2 separate regions of the Mus musculus genome follow, and region 2 is linked to region 1. A link is a contact called in public promoter capture Hi-C data. All regions are on one chromosome and are shown on one strand. Each heading gives the region's core, a stretch centred on a gene start, on an enhancer-like site or on the middle of the called end of the contact. The rest is flanking DNA. Distances are from core to core; before and after follow the strand shown.

Region 1 (4,726 bases), core at 1,602-4,101:
GAGAGATCCTGCCTGTTCCAAATGAGGTAGACAGTGGGAACTGACACCTGAAGCCGGCCTCTGATCTCCAGACACATTCTATGGTATTGCACTCACCTGAAGTCACTTAGTGTTGTGATGACTATTCTCAGTTGTCAACTAGACTACATTTGGAATGAACTACAATCCAGAAATGGAGGGCACACCTGTGACTCGGATCCTGAGGCAGGAAGACTTCCTTTGATCTGGATCCTGAGGTGGGACAACACATGCTTTGGATGCATATCCTGTGCAATTGTTTGTTGGAAGTATGTGATCTGTCTTTTATTCTTATCTTATAGGGGATTACAGTTAAGAGATTGCATGAGTCTCAGACTTTGAACTTCGGACTTTTAAACATTGTTGAGACTATGGTAGACTATGGAGACTTTTGAAATTAGACCAAATGCAGTTTGCATTATGCTATAGCTATAGGCCTATGGGAGCCAGGGAGTGGGATGTGGTGGTTTGAGTGGGTATGGCCCCCATAGACTCATGGGTTTGAATGCTTGGCCCATGGGGAATGTCACTATTAGGAGATGTGGCCTTATTGGAGGAGGTGTGACCTTGTTGGAGAAAGTGTGTCACTGTGGGGGCAGAATTTGAGGTCTCCTATGCTCAAGCTATACCCAGTATGGTACACAGTCTCTTTGCTGCCTGTGGATCAAGATGTAGAACTCTCTGCTCCTCCGGCACCAAGTCTGCTTGCATGCTGCCATGCTTCCCACCATAATGATAATGGACTAAACCCATGAAACTGTAAGCCAGCCCCACTTAAATGTTTTCTTTATAAGTTGCTCGTGGTCGTGGCGTTTCCTCACAGGAATGAAACCCAAGATAAGTGTGCACAAAGATTTTTTTACACGCATTCAGGTATACATTAGGTAAAACTAACACCGTAATCATTTTAAACAAAAAGGCCTGTACTGCTGTGTTCACACTGTCCTGTAACCAAAGCCCAGAATTCCCTTCATCTTAAAACTCTTAAGTCTGTAACCATTAAAGTAACAGCTCACCCCTCCACCCATTTCTCCATGTTCTCAACTACTATTCTGCTCATTTCTCTTCTTTTTTTCCTTCTCTCTCTCTCTCTCTCTCTCTCTCTCTTTCTCTCTCTCTCTTTCTTTCTTTCTTCTTCTTATTCTTTTTTTCCCCCCAAATAGCTAAAGAAGTGATACTAAAAGTAACTAGAAGCCAAGAGAGGATGAACACGCTGGTCCATAGGCAGGGCTGCCTGGTACTACCTGAACACATCTTAACTCTGCTTCCTTCCTTCGTTCTACTTACTTATTTTTCAGACATATGCATGTTCCTCCTCAACAGTGAGGAGGAAGAAGATTAAAGAAGATTAAAGATTTTATTTATTTATTATATGTAAGTTCACTGTAGCTGTCTTCAGACACTCCAGAAGAGGGAGGGCATCAGATCTCATGACAGATGGTTGGGAGCCACCATGTGGTTGCTGAGATTTGAACTCAGGAAGAGCAGTCAGGGCTCTTAACCGCTGAGCCATCTCTCCAGCCCAACAGTGAAGTATTAAAACAGAAGGTGGAGAACTGTGTCCAGCCTGGTGGAAATGAGTCTAGAATATAATATAAGAATATATACAATAAGTGTCTCTAAAAAGACACTTGTGTGCCTTTCTATTTGAAGTTAGAAACAATGGACTCCAAGACACTGGAATTCCCCTCAACAATCTCATCTGGCAGAAGGGGAAAGGCCCGATTCTAGGCTCTTCAGGGCCCCTTTACTCTTTTTAAGCCCAGTAAGTTGCAGAGTCCAAGAAACTGGAAAAAGTACAGTCAGTGATGTGACGCGGAAATTGAACAGAACTTTCTGGCAGCTAAAGCTAACACCAGGCAAGGCTTCCTTTCCTGCCTGGAAAGGGATGTCCAGCAGCTAGGGAGGGTCTCCACCCCCTCCCCCCAACAGCCCCCTCCACCTGGCTCCCCCACCATGGCCTTCTCTGTCCTTAGGATCCTACAGGGTAACTGGATCCTTCCTCCGCCCACTGTCCCCTCTCCCTTTCCCTGCTCCACCTTGGGTGCCCTGGTGCGTTTTTGCTGGGTCAGCTGCTCGCCACGCCCCTCGCGTGCCATCTCCACAAGCCCCAACCCAACGCCAGAACTTTCTTCCCACCATCTTTGAGGACCTCTCATCTACCGTCAGGACCTTTTTCTACCAGAGCGGCGCCTCACATCCTCCCAGTCTAGAGTGTTCCGCCCACCTCCCCATCCAGTCCTGACCCACCTCACCTTCGGGTCCCCCACCCCCCCTCACTCCACCCCCCCTCTCACTCCACCCCCCCAACCCTCTCACCCCACCATCGAACCTTCTAGGCTTCCCTGTTGAGGCCTACCTGGACCCCCGCGGAGTCGTGTCCCCCCCACCCCCCGCAGTGTCAGACCTCTCCCACCACACGCACGTGCGCGCCCGGCTCTCAGGACATTTCCTTGCCATTTCCTTTCCTGGCCGGCTTCCCACTTCGGGCACCGCAGTCGCGCCACACTCACCTGTAGCACAGCAAGCAGCAACGCAAAGCTATATAGAAGTCTGCGCTTCGGGAGTGGCCGGAGGCCTGGGGTGTAGTGATCTGCCCGGGCAGCGGCAGAGGCTGTGGGCGTGCTGGGTCCTGGAGGCTCCATGGTGTCAGCTCATCCGAAACCCTGCGGCTTCAGCTCCCAAAAGCCACGAAGGATGGCTGTCCCCTCACTCCTAAAAAAGTTCTCTGGATTTCCTCACTCCCAGAAAAGTTCTGGATTCTTGTCGCGGCGACTTGACGCTTAGTGGTACCTCCAACCTCCGCGGGCTTGCGCGCGCACCGGGCAGGGGTGGGGAAATCCACCTTGGGAGGAGCTTGATTACGCGTCCAACCCCGATCCTACCTAATATGAAAACTTGGGAGCAGTCGCCGGACAGAATCTGAACAACTTTTATTTTTTTAAAGAATCACACCACTTTTATTATATTTGTCAGGTCGTGGTTGGAGACGCCCATGCTTATTAAAAAAAAAAAAACCAACTCGTAATACTCAAAGGTCTGCCTGTCCCTTCATATTTTGACTAATATGATATTCACCTTTGAGTTTCAGCTTGTGTCCCTGGAGGAGCCGACTTGAAGATGTCTGTAGTAGTGAGTACTCCTCCTTCCTCATCTTCTGTCTCCTTCATCTCTCCTTCTCTTCTTCTCTTCCTCTTCTTGAATTTGTTTTTGTTACAGTTGTATGCTACCAGGCAGTATCTGAGAACACAGAAAAGGAAATGATAGAATGGATGGTCTCACCCCAGTAACAGAAGCGAAATCAATCCGTGTCTCTGTAACGTTTGGAACACTGAACACACTTAGCCGTGGTGGTAAAGCACTTCAATCCTAGCACGAGCAGAGGCAGGCTGGTCTCTGAGTTAGAGTCCAGCCTGGTCTACAGAGTGAATTTCAGGACAGCCAGGGCTACACAGAGAAACCATGTCTTTAAACACACACACACACACACACACACACACACACACACACACACCTAAACCAACAAAACACAAACAAACAAAAAGAATAGATGACCTCATCTACCCACATCAGTGCATTTTGGTAATTTCACAATCTCAATCAATCAATCTCTCTCTCCACATTTATACACACACATATATATATGTATATACATATATATCTCACATATACACATTATATAATATATACACACATATATACACGTACATATACATGCAGGTGTACTGGTGCCTCTAATCTCTGCACTCAGGAGGTAGAGGCAAGTGGATCTCTGTGAGTTCAAGGCCATCCTGGTCTACATACTGAGTTCCAGGACAGCCAGAACTATGTTGTGAAACCCTGTCTTGAAAAAGCAAACCAATTATAACAAGAGTTTGAATTTCCATATGCTTCAGGCCTCCAGATTTCCAGTATAGAATATCATTGAACAAACATCATCACATTTGCCTCAGTTTACTTCTTAATCCACAACCCCAAACAAAATTTTGTAGGGGGGAAATGCATATTTTCAAAGAAGTAAGTTGCTTAAAACCTGACATAATTCTGTAAGCTTTCTAGTACCAAAATAAAGTATTCGGTTTGTTAAGAACCTGTATCTTCTGATTGGTGGACCTCTGTGAGTTCAAGGCCTGCCTGGTCTGCATAGAGAGTTCCAAGACAGCTACAGCTACATAATAGAGACCCTGTCTCAAAAGAAAGAAAAATCTAACTTCTGTCTAATCACCCGAGTTCTCCCCAATTGGCTCAGATGACGCCAGCATTACAAGAAGCAGCTCGAAGCTGCTTGGAGACACTGTGGCCAGCTGGCCTTCTAGGTTCTCAGCACAGATCCCACGAGGCCACAGAGGAGGGAGAGTCCATGAGCAAAAGCTGATGTATCATGGGACATACCTGGAAACTGGATGGGGCTGTAAGTGGCCCATGTGCAACCTGTGAGATCACGACCCCCTCTCCTGGGTGTGCTTGGTCTATACTCCCAGGGTTAGGAGATAGAGCCATAAGTCATTACTCCCTTCTGAGTCCTATGAGACATTCACTGTACAAAACAGCCAGGAGGAGGCAGATGGACAGTGTATAAGGATGTGTTTGTAACTGGGGCTGGCCAGAGCTGGCCAGAAACACAGGCCCAGATTAACAAGACAATGACGTTGCACTCTGCCTTGATTACCCCTAGAAGTCAAATCTATTGCCAAGGTGGAGGTAGGGA
Region 2 (4,726 bases), core at 954-3,453, 62 kb before region 1:
TACCTGCCCCCAAAATAGTCCTTGCACCCTCTCCTGAGGCCTTCACTGCTCTAGGCTCTACAGAGGATTTTAGCAGCAAAGAGATGGTCTTTTTCACATCCGCTGAGAAGCGGTCAGAAACACAAAGGAAAATGACATTTAAAGGATGTCAGAGGATGGGCAGCATACACAAGAACTGAGGAGGACCAGCTGAGGAAGAAGAAAACCCCGGCAAAGTATAAAGCAAGCCAAGGAGGGCCTCAGTCAGACCGGAAGTAGGGTCAGCCGGAAGTAGAGCTTCTTCCGGCAATGAAAGGACCACTGAAGGGATGGAGAGATGAGTGAAGGGAAGAGGCAGCTCTCCTGCATGATTGAAGTCTCCTCCTGGCTGAAACAAGATGAAAAATGCTAAGCCAGAGGCTGTTCCAGATTCCAGAGCTTGCTGGCCACGGGGCAGCCTCTGCTGCTGCAGCTGCTTCATTTGACCATCTTGTTCCTCTCCTCCCCTCCTGCCCCCACCTCTTTGGTCAGATGAAACCCACCCCAGGCACCAACCCTTCTGGGAGTCACCTGACTCCTCTGAGGCTCCTAGCCAACTCAGGAAGTCATGTGACCACTTAGGCATGCATGACAGGTTCCCTGGGGATGCTTTGAAGGGTGACCTTGTGCCCAACTCCCTCCTTGCCCTTAAAGTGGAGCTGCCCCGTGGTCTGGGGGAGAGGGAGGAGAAGGCCCCTGGAGGGGCAGGGCAAACTTTCTTTCCTCTACTGATTTAGGGCCCCAGTTTCCTAGCCTGGGTTATGTAACACCTGAGGAGAACTAGGCTCCCCTGTCACCTGCACATTTTCTTTCTGTGGAGTGCTTCCTAGCCGCAGCTGCCTCTCAGAGCAGCTCTATTTTGGGAGCTGTTTTCGTTTGGCCTATATTAAGCACAGTCACAAGGCAGAGGCAAGGTGCGGGTGCAGGGTGGCCTGCGGGTTCTTTGTGTCTCTTTTAGTGTTAAGGGTGAGACAAATAGACAAGATGGAGCCTGCAGCTCTAGAGGGGGAGACTCTCAAGTGGTCTATAGGTCTCCTGCAAGGGCCCAGATGGCAACAGAAAGCTGAGGTTTGGGTGGCCTCCCCCTAACTCCCACAGGCCTAGGCCTCTGCCCAATTTCACATTCTAATTTTTCTCCTCATGTCTTGCAAAAAGAGAATCCTATAGTCACTGCTGCCCGGGTCAGAAAGAAGCTTTGGTTCCCTGTGGCCTGCAAGGCTCAGAGACCAGGCTGGATTGGTGGGAGCCTGTGAAATATAGCCAGCAGGGTAGTCACGGGCTATGCAACCCTCTACTAGAAATCCCTTCCTGACCTCATAATAAAACCACAGGACCAGTGGGAGCAGAGCAGGGACTGCTGGGAAGTGGCTGCCCAGGTTCTAGACACAGAGCTAGGACTCAAAGGTTCCTCCTACCTTGAAGGCCTGTGAATAAAAGAGGCGAGGTCAAGAATTCATCTATACTGTCTTTGTTAGGATTTTATTGCTCTGAAGAGACACCATGACCATGGCAACTCTTATACAGAAAAACATTTGATCAGGGCTAGCTCCCAGTTTCAGAGGTTTAGTCCATTATTGTGGCGGGAAACATGATGGCATGCAGTCAGACATGGTGTTCGAGAAGAAGCTGAGAGTTCTACATCTTGATCCGAAGGCAGCAGAAGGAGACTGTGTGCTACACTGGACATAGCTTGAGCAGAGGAGATCTCAAAGCCCAACGCCATGGTGATATACTTCCTCCAACAAGGTCATACCTCCTAATTCCCTGTGGCCAAGCATTCAAACATATGAATCTATGGGGCCCATTCCTACCAAACCACCACACCTACTAAGTGTATGGTGTGTCCTTTTTCTCAGTTATGTCACCTGAGCCATTTCCTGTGATGTCTCTAGATGTACCTATCCCATTTCCAGGGACCCAGTGTGCAACCCCAGACTGCTGACCCCCAAAATCCACATTTCATGTTCCTTCTCCCTCCCAAGAGTCAAGTCCTGCTGTCCCACTCACTGAGGCCCACAAGCAACCCCCACACCCATCTTTCTATAGCGCAACCAGGTCCAGCCATCAGCCTCCTACCCAGTTTGTATCACAAAGGGACCGAATGAAGACTTCCCTAACACCTCTTGAGGGTGCCGAGATCACATTCAAGGAAGGGTACAGGCTACGGATTAAGCTTTCATGCATGGCTGGCACTGAAATACTGAGTTTATCATGCATGCAAAGTGGGTCACATGGGTCCCAGCAGAGCTGCCTGGAAACACCCCCAAGAAGTGAGGACGTGACTCTCTGGGAGTTGTTACACGGAGTGAGTTTTCCTTGATGGGCATTAGTGACCCAGGAGAGGAGTCAAGGAGATAAGAGCTGAACAAGGAGATGAGAAGAAAAACTGCAGAGCTTGAGTTTGGCCTTGTCCAGAACAGCAAGTTGAACGCCCGCTTCGCTTGGCCCCTGTCTCATCCAGGATTTACCCCATCCTTTTGCCCACGGAGTCCTCTGTGTATAAGTTACCTGTTCCCTCATCACTCAGCAGTCTCCTCAGTCATCAGACAGACGACAATTGTTGTTGCTCAAGCTACCTCATATGTCTTTTTAGATTTCTTTTATTTCATGCATATGAGTGATTTTTTTTTTGTCTGCACGGATGTGTGTGTGTACCACATACATGCGTGGTGCCCATGGAGTTCAGCAGAGGGTGTCAGATCCCATGGGACTAGAGATAGAGAAAGCCAGCATGCGTGTGCTGGGAATTGAACCTAGGTATTTTGGAAGAGCAGCAAGTGCTTTTGGTTATTTTGGTTAGGGAACCAAGCTTAGGCTCATGTTTATATAGCAGGCAGTTTCTAACTGAGCCATCTCCTCCCCAGATCTCCTCTCTCTCTCTCTCTCTCTCTCTCTCTCTCTCTCTCTCTCTCTCTCTCTGTGTGTGTGTGTGTGTGTGTGTGTGTGTGTGTGTGTGTGAGTGTGTGTGTGTAGACAAGGTCTCCTTATATAACCCTGCCTGGCTTTCCAACTCATTATGTAACTCAGGCTAGCCTTGAACTTGTGATTCCCCTGCCTTAACCTTCCAAGTGGATTACAAATGTGAGCCTACTGCCTGACTGAACAAGGACCGGTTTGTTTTGGTTGGGTTCTGCCCTGTAGCCTTGTGATCCTCCTCTCCCATCTCCCAAATGCTGAGGTGACAGGTGTGAGCGGCATGCCCGGCTCAGTCCACCGTTCTTGCTAAGTCGTTGATGTGTTCACTGCCCTATGCTTTATCACTATTTCCAAGCACACTCCTTCCACTCGCAAAGCTGTCTGTGAGAAAGAGTGCCGACTCCTGCCAGCAACAGCTTCACACGTCCCAGGGTTTACCCCAGCTCCAGATTGCTATTTTCTCTTGTGCTTGATTCAGGCATGCACTGCTTCCTTAGTGCACGCTGCAGGAATAGACCCCAAACCATGATATATACTATGGGCCTGGGTGTGAAGTCGGCCAGACCACCTGGGTTTGTGTAGGTGCAATCTGAATGGGATACTTTCCTACCTGTGGTGGTTTCAATAGGTATGGCCCCCATACACTCATGTGTTTGGATGCTTGACCCATAGGAAGTGACACTATTAGGAGGTGTAGCCTTGTTGGATGGGTGTGGCCTTGTTGGAGTGGGTGTGGCCTTGTTGGAGTGGGTGTGCCACTATGAGAGCAGGCTTTGAGTTCTCCTATGTTCAAGCTAGGCCTAGTGTGGCACACACTCCCCTTTGCTGCCTGTGGCTCAAGATGGAGAACTCTCAGCTCCTTCTCCAATACTATGTCTGCCTACATGCTGCCATGCTTCCCATCATGATGATGATGGACTGAACCTCTGAACTGTAAGTCATCCCCAATTAAATGTTTTTCTTTATAAGGGTTGCCATGGTCATGGTGTCTCTTCACAGAAATAGATACCCTAACGGAGACACATCCAAGCTAAATCTGGAAAATATTTTTTTTAAATATGCAGAAAAAATAAAAATGTTAAGATGTATAATTTTGACACGTCGAAATAACTTTAGTATACATTTCTGTACTTTTCTTTGTGGGCGAGCTTTTCCTAACTGCTCGAGAGTCCACTGATAAACAATTAACCATTATGTAGCTGGTGTATGTGTATACACACTAGGACATCCACTGCTACGGATGGACAGACATCCACCATTCATGTAAACTTCTCCCTTCACACTGGCGGGTTTGTTTCTCCACCATCGCTGGTGTCACTGAACATTTCCCGACTGAGGTCATCTCCTGAGATTTTATTAGGCTTCCTTGGATCAAGGTAGATGAGAATGTTTTAAGCCTCTGAATATATATATATATATATATATATATATATATATATATATATATATATATATATATATATATTGAAGAAAACCCATGCAACTGTTCTATCCTGTCCTATTCAGTCCCTAGGCTTGGGAATTAAGTGGTAAAGGAGAGGCTAAAAAGAGATGGAAGGGTTTCTCTGTGCATTCATGGGAGTCAGCGAAAGAAGTAGCTGCGAACTAGAGAGGTGGTTCGGTCCAAGCTCTAAGGACCAGGCACCCACATGGCAGCTTACAACTGTGACTCCAGGAACAGGGTATTTGATGCCTTCTTCTGGGCTTTGAAGGACCTGCATTCACACACTGCACAGATATCCATGCAGGTAAAACACCTATTCACTAATAAAATAAAATAAATTAGCCGGGC

The links. Promoter capture Hi-C pulls out the DNA fragments that hold promoters and counts their contacts.
Region 2: a contact with region 1 is called in a promoter capture Hi-C map of pre-B cells, with 2.6 times the contacts expected there. The contact joins the enhancer-like site here to the promoter of Tnfrsf10b in region 1. A contact is called at or near these places in 1 of 39 promoter capture datasets (pre-B cells), 1 of 15 datasets of contacts at CTCF or cohesin (large pre-B cells), 5 of 484 Hi-C or Micro-C datasets (B cells, CD4 T cells, double positive thymocytes and 2 more), 4 of 115 datasets of contacts at active chromatin or transcription factors (double positive thymocytes, embryonic stem cells and pancreatic cancer cells) and 2 of 9 other capture datasets (adipose tissue and liver).

The regions. Positions count from the first base shown.
Region 1 is chr14:69,765,597-69,770,322 of GRCm38.p6, reverse strand. Tnfrsf10b (tumor necrosis factor receptor superfamily, member 10b) reads right to left here and starts at 2,851. Exons shown (of 8, transcript NM_020275.4): 1 at 2,532-2,851. The coding sequence starts at 2,663. 4930480K23Rik (RIKEN cDNA 4930480K23 gene) reads right to left here. Exons shown (of 3, transcript NR_130157.1): 3 at 3,210-3,258.
Region 2 is chr14:69,826,953-69,831,678 of GRCm38.p6, reverse strand. No RefSeq gene overlaps it. Among named protein-coding and RNA genes, the nearest start is that of Pebp4, 11 kb to the left of the region's middle. Within about 2 kb of position 2,203, at least 89 of the 459 cell types and tissues checked have an H3K27ac peak or open chromatin away from gene starts, as enhancers often do. A contact at or near this core is called in B cells, double positive thymocytes, germinal center B cells and 1 more, where this site is marked.